Regions from separate parts of the Mus musculus genome. Here region 2 is linked to region 1. The links are chromatin contacts, called in public promoter capture Hi-C maps. All regions are on one chromosome and are shown on one strand. Each heading gives the region's core, a stretch centred on a gene start, on an enhancer-like site or on the middle of the called end of the contact. The rest is flanking DNA. Distances are from core to core; before and after follow the strand shown. Region 1 overlaps Dscam (DS cell adhesion molecule). Region 2 holds the start of Dscam (DS cell adhesion molecule).

Region 1 (5,684 bases), core at 345-2,844:
CCTCCTCTTTCTCCACGCTTTCTCTTCTCCTTCTCTTCCTCTTGCTCCTTCTGCTCCTTCTCTCTTTTCTCTTCTTCCTCTTCATGCTTCCTTTCCCTCTAACCTCTTCTACTACCTGTTTCCCCTCTTCTTTCTTCCTCCATTCCCCTCCCATTTCTTCTCCTCCTTCTCTTCTTCTCCTTTCTCCTTTTTGTTACTTTATCAGAGTTATTTTCTTGAGCACAAATGTTCAAAGTTTGACAGCTATCCTCTGCCTTTGAATTTGGATTGGGGTGAGTTTTGATATGCAAATTTCACTAGATTTACATATTCTGAACTGTTTGGCTTTTTGTTTGGGGGTATTCCTGTGGCCATTTTTAATTCTCTATTCTTTAAAGATTCATTTCTTTCACACCAATGGCATGCCATTAGATTTAAAGCACCTTCTCATTAGATGAAATGCCTATCTTTCTCTGTGCACAGAGCTGCTTCTAATCCTCTAACCATCACTTAAATTAGTCTATTTTAAGAACTGATTTCTACTGAACATAGTTTCCCCTGTATATCCTCCTGGTTGATAGTTCACTGGGTAACCTCACTCTTACATAGACTTGCAGATTTAAGGTGAGTCTAAACAACATTTGTAGACAGTCTTGTGTGAATCTATGCATGCCAGTGCTTGCATCTAATGATTGATTTTTCCCCAAATGGTATTGACCAAACCCTTCATATATGGTTTGCATCCTTTACCCGTTAGTCATGCACCAATAGTAAATAACTTACCTGATTATTAAACAAATAAAATAAGATGGTTACTATATTAAAATTTGAAGACTCTGGAGAAAAAAAAAAGCATACACGAGATTTCTTTCTGACAAGATAGGAGAAAACTCAAACCTGAGAAAGTCCTGGGATTCTGGAATTTCCACATTCTGCTCTTTCTCTGCTCGTGTTCCAAGCAATTGCATAAAAGCAATCCCGTGCAAATGCTTCTGGTGGCTGCACTCAGAAACACTGATAATGAATTCTACACAACAAGCACATTCTTCCCCCGGCTGTTTGCATTTAAAGTCTACATTTTGCAGTAATTTTGATGACTTCATTTCAAAGTGGTTCTTAACAGACATTTTGGAAAAGTCTCATGTCATGATTTTATTCATAAACCAGCCTGTCAAAAGCCTTTGTGCTCATTGGGGAACGCATGGCTCAGAGGCACCCGGGTCTCTCTACTTGCCTCTTCAGCCATTTTGAACCATTAACACTCATTTCTGTTGTTTCTTGGATGCTCCAGATCACTGGGCTGAGCTGCAGGATTGAGCAGGGAAGAGCCTATGACATTGGGCTCCTACCTCAGTGTCTCCCAGGGTCTTCATTGCTATGACTACAGGTCCATTTCACTCCTGCAAATGGTGAAAATCAATAACTTGATCCTGGCATAGGCAAGTGTAGACAAGCACAGATGAGCCAATCTCCACATTATAACAGTCCCTCGAGAAGATTGACAGGCCCTCTTTTGTATTCGTTCAAGAGGCAAGCAGCTGGGTTTTGAAGAGAGCTGCGAAGCCAACATAGCATATGAGCTGTGCCTTCAGAGGGCACTGTTAGTGACTGAGGCAACTGTTGCCGTGTTGTAATGCAGCATCATGACCCTTCCATGAGCCATTTCTGCCATGTAACTCCTGTGTGGTGAGAAAATGAATGTGTTGCCTTCCCCATCTGCAGACTGGACTTGGACAAGGATAGGCTTCCCATTTTTGTTTCACAGCTATTTGATCTTGCCAACCCAGGAAGCAATGATAGTGTATAAGTCAGCACTTGTTAGACTTTCGAATGAACATGCTTCCCTGAAGACTTAGCTAAATTGCAGATTCTGCAGTCGGAGTTGCGTCTGCAATTTTAACCAGATGTCAAGAGTTGCTTGTACTGTTGCTGGGCCCTAAACTACATACCCTTATTCCAGAATGGAGCAGGGAGAGCCCAAACTGAGTAGAACTATAGCCCCCTCAGGGCATGCTATTAATAAGGCAGAAATGTGCTATGAGTCCAGGTTCCCTGCTTCTGCTATGATTAAGCATTGTGCTGAACTGACCAACCTCATTGTTTCTGAATGGTAACAGAGATTCATTCTGCATTCCCACGAATCAATTGAGTGCTGAATATGGAGAGCCCTGTGTTCTGGGATATGCCTTGGAGGCAGTCACATGTGAAATGTACCTTCTTGGAAAACTTCTTGGAAACTGCAATATATCTTAAAACTTCTCAGACTTGAATACCCCTTATCCATTCACATGCCACTGGCCAGAGAATGTCATATGACTAAACCTGATGTCAGCAGGGAAATCAAGGAGAAAGAGAGAGGGAGGGGGAGAGAGGGGGGAGGGGAGGGGAGAGGAGAGGAGAAGAGAAGAGGGGAGGAGAGGAGAGGAGAGGAGAGGAAGAGGAAGAGGAGGAGAGGAGAGGAGAGGAGAGGAGAGGAGAGGAAGAGAAAGAGGAGAGGGAGAGGAAGAGGAGAGGAAGAGGAAGAAAGGAGAGGAAGAGGAAGAGGAAGAAAGAGGAGAGGAGAGGAGAGGAGAGGAGAGAAAAGAAGAGATGAGGAAGGAACAAAATTTGCCATAGAAACTCAGCAGCAGGCTGGGGTGGGGCTCTTTAAAATATTTTTTAAAATATTTTTTATTACATATTTTCCTCAATTACATTTCCAATGCTATCCCAAAAGTCCCCCATACCGCCTCCCCCCACTTCCCTACCCACCCATTCCCATTTTTTTTTTTTTGTCCCTGGCGTTCCCCTGTACTGGGGCATATACAGTTTGCATGTCCAATGGGCCTCTCTTTCCAGTGATGGCTGACTAGGCCATCTTTTGATACATATGCAGCTAGAGTCAAGAGCTCCAGGGTACTGGTTAGTTCATAATGTTGTTCCACCTATAGGGTTGCAGATCCCTTTAGCTCCTTGGGTGCTTTCTCTAGCTCCTCCATTGGGAGCCCTGTGATCCATCCATTAGCTGACTGTGAGCATCCACTTCTGTGTTTGCTAGGCCCCGGCATAGTCTCACAAGAGAGAGCTACATCTGGGTCCTTTCAACAAAATTTTGCTAGTGTATGCAATGGTGTCAGCGTTTGGAAGCTGATTATGGGGTGGATCCCTGGATATGGCAGTCTCTAGATGGTCCATCCTTTCGTCTCAGCTCCAAACTTTGTCTCTGTAACTCCTTCTATGGGTGTTTTGTTCCCAATTCTAAGGAGGGGCATAGTGTCCACACTTCAGTCTTCATTCTTCTTGAGTTTCATGTGTTTAGCAAATTGTATCTTATATCTTGGGTATCCTAGGTTTTGGGCTAATATCCACTTATCAGTGAGTACATATTGTGTGAGTTCCTTTGTGAATGTGTTACCTCACTCAGGATGATGCCCTCCAGGTCCATCCATTTGGCTAGGAATTTCATAAATTCATTCTTTTTAATAGCTGAGTAGTACTCCATTGTGTAAATGTATCACATTTTCTGTATCCATTCCTCTGTTGAGGGGCATCTGGGTTCTTTCCAGCTTCTGGCTATTATAAATAAGGCTGCTATGAACATAGTGGAGCATGTGTCCTTCTTACCGGTTGGGACATCTTCTGGATATATGCCCAGGAGAGGTATTGCTGGATCCTCCGGTAGTACTATGTCCAATTTCCTGAGGAACCACCAGACTGATTTCCAGAGTGGTTGTACAAGCCTGCAATCCCACCAACAGTGGAGGAGTGTTCCTCTTTCTCCACATCCTCGCCAGCATCTGCTGTCACCTGAATTTTTGATCTTAGCCATTCTGACTAGTGTGAGGTGGAATCTCAGGGTTGTTTTGATTTGCATTTCCCTGATGATTAAGGATGTTGAACATTTTTTCAGGTGTTTCTCTGCCATTCCGTATTCCTCAGGTGAGAATTCTTTGTTCAGTTCTGAGCCCCATTTTTTAATGGGGTTATTTGATTTTCTGGAGTCCACCTTCTTGAGTTCTTTATATATGTTGGATATTAGTCCCCTATCTGATTTAGGATAGGTAAGGATCCTTTCCCAATCTGTTGGTGGTCTTTTTATATAAGACATTAAATGCCATTATAAAGTGTTTAACCAAGTGTGATTTAGTAGATTCTCCTTCCTTACCTCCTATACCCTTTGACACCCTGATCTCTCCCAGAACCTCTGGTCCCTGCAATTTCTTTTCGTTTTCTTATGCTCATGTACTTCCACCCTTTCCATCCTTACTTTCCTGTCTCCTGCTTTAACCTTCTCTTAGTCTCCCTACCTCCCTCATTCCTTCCCTCCCCTCCTGCTCTCTCTCTCAAACACACACACACACATATTCATACGACACATACACAAACACACACACAGAAACCACACTACCACCACACATATACCATACACACACTCACACACCACCACCACCATCACAACACACATACTACATATACATACACATAGACCATACCACCACAACACACAGACTACACACATACACCATACCACCACCACACATATAACACACACACACACACAAACACACACACACCTATGCTTTACAGCTGGGATCTACATGTCTGAAAGGTCATGTGGTTTCTGTTTAAGTTTGGGTCACCTCTCTTAACGTTATGCTGTTCAGATCTATCCATTTTCCTGCAGATTTCTTTTCATAGGTTGTTTTAGAGATTGAATGAGCTAAATTGGGATAGCACTGAGTACCCAACATATAGACCAAGATGAGTAAATCACTTTTCTACTGTTTTTGTTCTTCTAGCTAACTCTGACCTGCATGGTGCAGGTTCTCCTCTTCATTTTGTATCTGTTGTGGCCTGTGAAACACACTGAGGGCATTTGACCCCGCTGAATGTTCCTCTCAGGTCTAGATAACAGGAATGCACACCAACAGCCATTTCCAAATATCTTCAGGTTGTGGCTCCATCTCCTCAGATGTTGTATTTTCTAAGATTTTTTTTTTCAGTTTTCTTTCCATCTTAGTTTGTGACCTATTTTGCATTATAGGGTCTTCTCTGATCACTTATTCTATTGACATTTATCAGGTACTCAGCATATGCCAGCTGTTGAGTGAAACACAAAGATACATAGAGACTGATGAATGAAAGAATAGCAGTGTGTCATCTATGAGTACTCATTCATTACTAGTTGAGTGTCTGTTGTATATGGATACTCATTCATTACTGAGGAACGTTGGTGGAAATTTGTGCTGTTTAGATTCATATCAACTTGACACAAGCTAGAGTTGCTGGAATGGAGCTAGCCTCAATTGAGAAAACGACTCCATAAGGTCAGGCTGTAAGGCATTTTCTTATTTAGTGATTGATGAAGGAGGAGCCAGCTCACTGTGGGTTGTGCCATAAGCAGGCTGGGTTCTATAGGAAAGCAGGCAGGACAAGCCATGAGGAGCAAGTCAGTAAGCAACACTCCTCCATGGCCTTTGCATCAACTCCTGCCTCCAGGTTCCTGCCCTGTTGGAGTTCCTGTTCTTACTGCTTTTGATAAGGAGCTGTGAATGGAAGAAACCCATACCTACCCAAGTTGGGTTTTGGTCATGGTGTTTTCATCACAGCAATGGTAACCATAGCTATGACAAAAAGGGCGTGAAAGTGAGCCATAGCCTGTGTGAATGGGAGCCTGGGAAGCTGAAGCATATCCTAGGAGACAAGGAGATACATTCTTCATTCAT
Region 2 (5,759 bases), core at 3,227-5,726, 36 kb before region 1:
CTACAGTATGTCTACTCTAGTACTGCTTTGTGACTGCTAGTGGTATGGGCATGGGAGAGCTGGCAGGCTGGCCAACTCAACTACCACCAAGACCCAGATCCAGAAGTTTGAGCTGGCCCACTCTAACATCTGCCCACCTATGAGCTGCTGCAAAGCATTAAGGGGCAAGTCCTGCAGAACCACAGCTGTAGGATCTCCGTGGCTCAGGGCAACAGTACGATGTCTGAGGGGAATCTCAATGAGACCCAGTATTGATAGTGTGGCAGAAGACAGAGGCCTCGGACCAGACCAATTACTCATTGCAATGAACATTTGCAAGAGAAGCTGTTTGGGGTAAAGGGTATACTGTGTGACACATGGTGACATAATAAGAATCCACAGTAAGATTTTTTTAATTTAAAATTTTTATTTATTTTTGGGGGAGGGAAGGTTGCAAGGGTGGAGGGTGGATATGAAAGGACTGGGAAATGAGTGGGATTGGGGTGTGTGGTGTAAAATTTGTAAAGAATCAATAAAAATTATGAAACATATAGCTCACAGACCTATGCCCCCAAGGATCTCTCTGTCTCTACCCCCCCCCTCTCTCACACACACACACACACACACACACACACACACACACACACACACACACACCACACAAACATATATGCACAATGTACCTATACATTTAACTGAATTAATATGTCAATTTTAATGATATAGTCAATTTCAGGAAACTTTAATTATTATTCAAATTCTCCATTAAACTAGGAGATTTGAAGAGACTGACTTGGCTATCTTCTTGGGTTCTTTACAAGGAGTTGAAGTGTATAGGAAATGCCAGCCCTGTATGTACAGACTGATGAATTTACATGTGCATATAATCCTTATGTACTCCACATTCAGATAGAGGACAGCCCAGATGATCCAGAGGGACTCTTACACCCTTCCCAGCTTGTCCTACGCACCTTCAAGCTCCTGGGAACCATTATGCTGGCTGAGGTTAGCAGACCCATCTCCATGTCCCTGTTGAGGATTCTGGCAGCCACGAGGAAGGAATAGGAGGGCTACTGCTACATCCTTGGCTGTCTCTGCTCTTTGTAGCTGAAGCTGGATATATGGCAGTGACTGGCTTCAATTTAAGCTGAACACACCCTTTAGACAAGACTCTGTCTTGTCCATGCTCATTGTAGGTGCAGCTGGGCCAGTCTCCTCCAGTCACCTCAGTAGTCATCTAAGATGAGAAGAACAGCCACCCTGACCCCATTTTCTATGACTAGAAACTGAGAATGAGAGAGGAAATCTGAGCTTGTACTTCTAGTTTGGGGTGTACCTGCTTGGGGAGGTGACTTCTGCTGTTGTTACTTGTTGGTTTGAGGCAGTCTTTCTTTGTCATCCAGGCGACCCCAAACTTACCATCCCTCTGCCTCTGTCTTCCAAATCCTAAGGTCACAGGTTGTATCCCTAGGGCTGGCTTTTAGAACACTCAGTGTGAATGAGGGCTGGTGTCTTCATGCATGCTTCAGGACATCTTCCCAGGCCTCTGACCCCTGCTTTAAGGCACCCCAGTCTTACAGTTAAACTGTGATCCTTTCTTGCCCATTAGTAGATAAAATCCTTCACAGTGCCTCACACATAACCTTATTTGGTAGTAGTGTCATCACAGGTTGCAGATGTAATTAGCTTAGATGTGGCACTTCCACTGTGAAATAAAACACTCTGCCCAAAAGCAACTTAAGGGAGGAAGGGGTTAATTTTAGCTTATACTTCCAGGTCAGTCCATCACTGAAGGAATTTGGGGAAGGGACTTGAAGGCAGAAACTCTGGAGGAACACATCTTACTGGTTTATTCACAGGATTTTACCAATCTTTCTTCACACCTAGCTTTCTTACACAACTCAGGGGCACCTGCCTAAGGATGGTGCTGCCCACAGTGGTCTGGGCCCTCCTACAGCAATTAACAATCATGGCAATGTCCATAAGCTCCTCTTTGGCAGGGCTCTGGGCTGCTCCTCTGTGAAGGTTAACCTCAATTGTCACCTGAGAGGTGGGCACCTGGCAGTGCTGTGGAAGAGCACCTTGATTAGGTTAAGGTGGGAAGAAGGAATACTATGGGTGCCATCATTTCCTAGGCTAGGAACCCAGCTTGTATAAAAAGGAAGTGGGCTGAGTATAGTCACTCAGCACTCTCTACTTCTTGACTGCAGCAAGTGCAGTGTGATCTGCTTCTGTACTGTGACTTCCCTGCAAGGTCAGACTGTGTTCCCTGAACTGTGAACTGAAATAAGCCATTTTCCTCTTTGAGTTTCTTTCTTTCTTTCTTTTTTTATCATAGCAAGACAGAAGTATGAAAAACGAAAAATATGAACACAACACCACCACCCCCCAACTCCCTTACACAATCTCCAGGTCTTGACCAGTCTCTATCATTATGGGTCTATCACCTTCTGTGGGTTGTGTTCTTTTCAGTGGGTGGTCTGTTTCCCACCATTCCTCGCTGTCCTTGATGGAGATCTGGATGTAACTGGATCATTTAGTGAAGCACCCAGAGTGGGGCTTGGCATTGACTGTCCTACTCCAGAGTGGCATTGTCATGCATGTCCTACAAGCCATTTATGCCTCTGGCCCACAATGAACCAGACACTGGGGACAGCTTTCCAGTGTAGATGTGTAATCACTTGGGTATCTCCTGATACCTTGGAACTGTAATCCCTAAGGAATGGGAAAGCATTTCCCATTCCCCATCATGGCTATGCCTAGTACAGGAGCCAGGCGGAAGACAGGGAAGCAAGGCAGCAGATGTGGGCCACTTGTGTGGCCATGGGTTACTTTGTAACAGCTTGGCATCTGTGTGCAGCTGTGCCCTTCCTAACTATTCCCAACAGAGTGAGACAGTAAACAGAGAGTGACAGATACCATGGAAGAGACAGAAAAGGCTGCAAAGGAAAGGACACATTTTCTACTAGGATATTTTAAATGGTGTATTTCCTTCTTTTTGCAAAAGGAGCCCTTTATTTTTCTTTATACCAGATCCCCAAATTTATATAGCTAGCCTAGCTATATAGAACCTTAGCCACCACTGGCCATGGTAACCAGGCACTAGGCCTAGGCTGCAGAACACCGCAACCATTATAGTTAGAAGTGCTGATGATTTCATTCTGTATGCCAGGGCAGGAACACTCATGAGACGCACACGTATGCTTAGAACTGGTAAGTGGAGGTAGTGGTTTGACTCCAAGCTGTCTGCCTCAGCTTTGTCTTGAGTGCTTGGCTACCAAGCCCCAGCTGAGCCTTAAGATGGTTGGAGTACCTGAAGAATTGTGCCCTAAAAGAACAGGAATGCAGGGAGGGAAATCAGGCCCACTGCCTGCCAGGGAGCACAGCTTTGAGGAACAGGGAGTGAAGAAACACCCTTTGCATGCAAAGGCAGAGGACACTGGGGTTCGTGTGTAGCTGGCAGAGCTGGAGGCGCAGCCTGAGTGGGCGGCAGCACGTGACCACCTACAGCTGCAGAGCAATGGCAGCCAGTGCGGCGTCAGGGCTCAGCTGACCCTTCCTAACACAGGGCCTGGCCATCTTGTGCCCAGCCCTGGTAAAGCACCATTTTATTTCTGCCTCAACATTTGCTTTTCTGGGCTATTCTGTGAGCCGTTTTAGGGGTGCCTAATCTGTAAGTGCACATGTAGTTCAGGCAGAAGATGCCTGATAGTCTGCGAAACTATCTCCATTTCCCATGAAATGGTCCTCTCTTGCCTTCCCTCAAAGCTTTCCCAGTCCATAGTCCTGGCCGTGTGCATTCAATGTTAGACTTTAAATCAGGGCACATTCTGACTCTGTGGGTCATTATTTTGTAAAGTGCCAGATACGGATATGTGCTTTTTGAAGGGCCTTTGTTGAAATAGTATCATTACTTCAAGATCTTTCTGGAGACCCATTTAGGCCATGGTCTGCTGTGCCAAGAAAGGGGTTGCATGTTGGGACTCAATACGCACTATCAGCTATTTTAATCAGTTTTTATACACCACTCAGAGACCAAAATTAGAATCGCTCATGTTTGCACCCTAGTATGTATTAAAGATAATTAAAAATCAGCCAGTGAAGTCAGAGAGCTCTTCCCAGGAGCCGCGAGGACTCCAAGGCAGCATTTCCCTCTAGGCAGATGGACTAGACTTTTCAGGGAGTCAATACGGACTCCGAATCCTGCTGCACATCGCATCAAAACTGCTAACGCCTCGCGGTCACCTCTGCCTAGCTGGCACCCTTCCGGAGTGGTCAGCCCCCGGCCGCATCTCATTAACAACCTGCAAGAACAGAGCTACACACGATGGGCTGTGTGGGGACGCGTCTCTGAGCCTCTGAGCCTCTGAGCCCTGGGTCCCGCCGACTGCGTGATCCGCCGCACTCCTCTGCTGCTGCTTTAAGACTGCAGAGCGCCCCAGCGGCCAGAGCAGGGGAGGGGTCCCCGCTCGCCTCCGCGCGCGGCCCGCCGGGCTCAGGCAGGGAAGGGCAGCACAGGGGACCCGGCGCCCGAGGCCGCCGCAGCAGGATGAGCCTGGCCGCGCGCCTGCTGCCTGGCTGCGGAGGGTGAGGCCGGCGCCCGGGAGGCCGCCGCCTGGCCGCGCTGCGCATCGGGGGGCGCCCGGCATGAGCTCGCGCCCGCGGCTGCGGCTGTGCGCCCGCGCCTGGCTGCCCGCGGCCCGCTGAGCCGAGCCGAGCGCACGGCGCACCTGGGCTGTGTCCGCGGCGCGGGGCGCGGCGCCCGGGAGCAGGTGTGCGGGGGCGCAGCAAGCGGGGAGCGCGGCTGGGCGGCTGGGCGGCCCCCGGGCAGGTGGCGGGCAGCAAGCGGAGCCGGGCCGGGCGCGGCGGAGCGCAGCGCAGCGCGGGGGGCGAGGCCGGCGCGTGGCTCGCTCGCTGGCTCGCTGGCTCGCGGGAGGCCGGGCAGCAGCAGGGGCATGTGGATACTGGCTCTCTCCTTGTTCCAGAGCTTCGCGAATGGTGAGCCTTGCGGTCTGTGCTGATTCCTGTCTGGGAAGGGGCCCGGGGGATGGGTGCGGTGTAGGGGGTTGAATGCATGGGTGAAGTCTTTTCCCTTTCCTTTCCTATCCGGGTTGGAATGTTCGTGCATGCGTTTATTTATTTATTTAAAAAATATATTTGCATTGCTTTGGAGAGGTTAGGCGATACTGATAGGAGGCCGGGGAGGCATCGCTCTGCAATCGTTGGAAGCAGCCTACCTAGCTAGCTAGCCAAGTGCCAGCTCAAAGCCTAACTCCAGAGCTAGACAGCTACCTCATCAGAGCCAGGCAGGTTTGGGAAGAAGAGAAGGGAGATGATCATTGCCACTTTGAATATCATAACCAGAAAAGGACATGGCGTTAGGAGCGTAGGCAGGTGCAGGGGTCAATTAAGACAGTAGCCCTCAGGTTCTGCACTCTTGAGCCTTAAAGCCTCCGCTTTAATTCTGCTACAGTTTATCCTTGAAGGCTGTGGGAAAGATGCGTCTGTCTGCATCCCCCTCGTCCCCTGGACACTACATGTTCCTCGCAGTAGTGTATGTAAAAATATGCACTGCTAGGCATTACATCATCTGTAATGTTGACAAATTTTTTAAAAATCACCTGTATACTTATAAAAGTGAAATTGGTGAATGTTGTACATGGTGTTTCCCCCTCATGCGCAGCTCAGTATAGCCTTTTGAGATGCTTTCTTCCTGATATTTAGAATCTATGGCTTTTGATGGAGTCAGACCCAATTAGTAAGTGTGTCTGCACCTTAGG

Evidence for each region. Promoter capture Hi-C pulls out the DNA fragments that hold promoters and counts their contacts.
Region 2: a contact with region 1 is called in a promoter capture Hi-C map of hippocampal neurons, with 2.4 times the contacts expected there. The contact joins the promoter of Dscam here to the enhancer-like site in region 1. A contact is called at or near these places in 3 of 39 promoter capture datasets (hippocampal neurons and liver), 1 of 484 Hi-C or Micro-C datasets (cerebral cortex), 1 of 115 datasets of contacts at active chromatin or transcription factors (embryonic stem cells) and 3 of 9 other capture datasets (adipose tissue, liver and pancreatic islet).

The regions. Positions count from the first base shown.
Region 1 is chr16:97,130,946-97,136,629 of GRCm38.p6, reverse strand. All of the region lies in intron 1 of Dscam (DS cell adhesion molecule), which reads left to right. Among named protein-coding and RNA genes, the nearest start is that of Dscam, 37 kb to the left of the region's middle. Within about 2 kb of position 1,594, at least 4 of the 459 cell types and tissues checked have an H3K27ac peak or open chromatin away from gene starts, as enhancers often do. A contact at or near this core is called in hippocampal neurons, where this site is marked.
Region 2 is chr16:97,169,452-97,175,210 of GRCm38.p6, reverse strand. It overlaps Dscam (DS cell adhesion molecule), which reads left to right and starts at 4,476. Exons shown (of 33, transcript NM_031174.4): 1 at 4,476-4,977. The coding sequence starts at 4,935.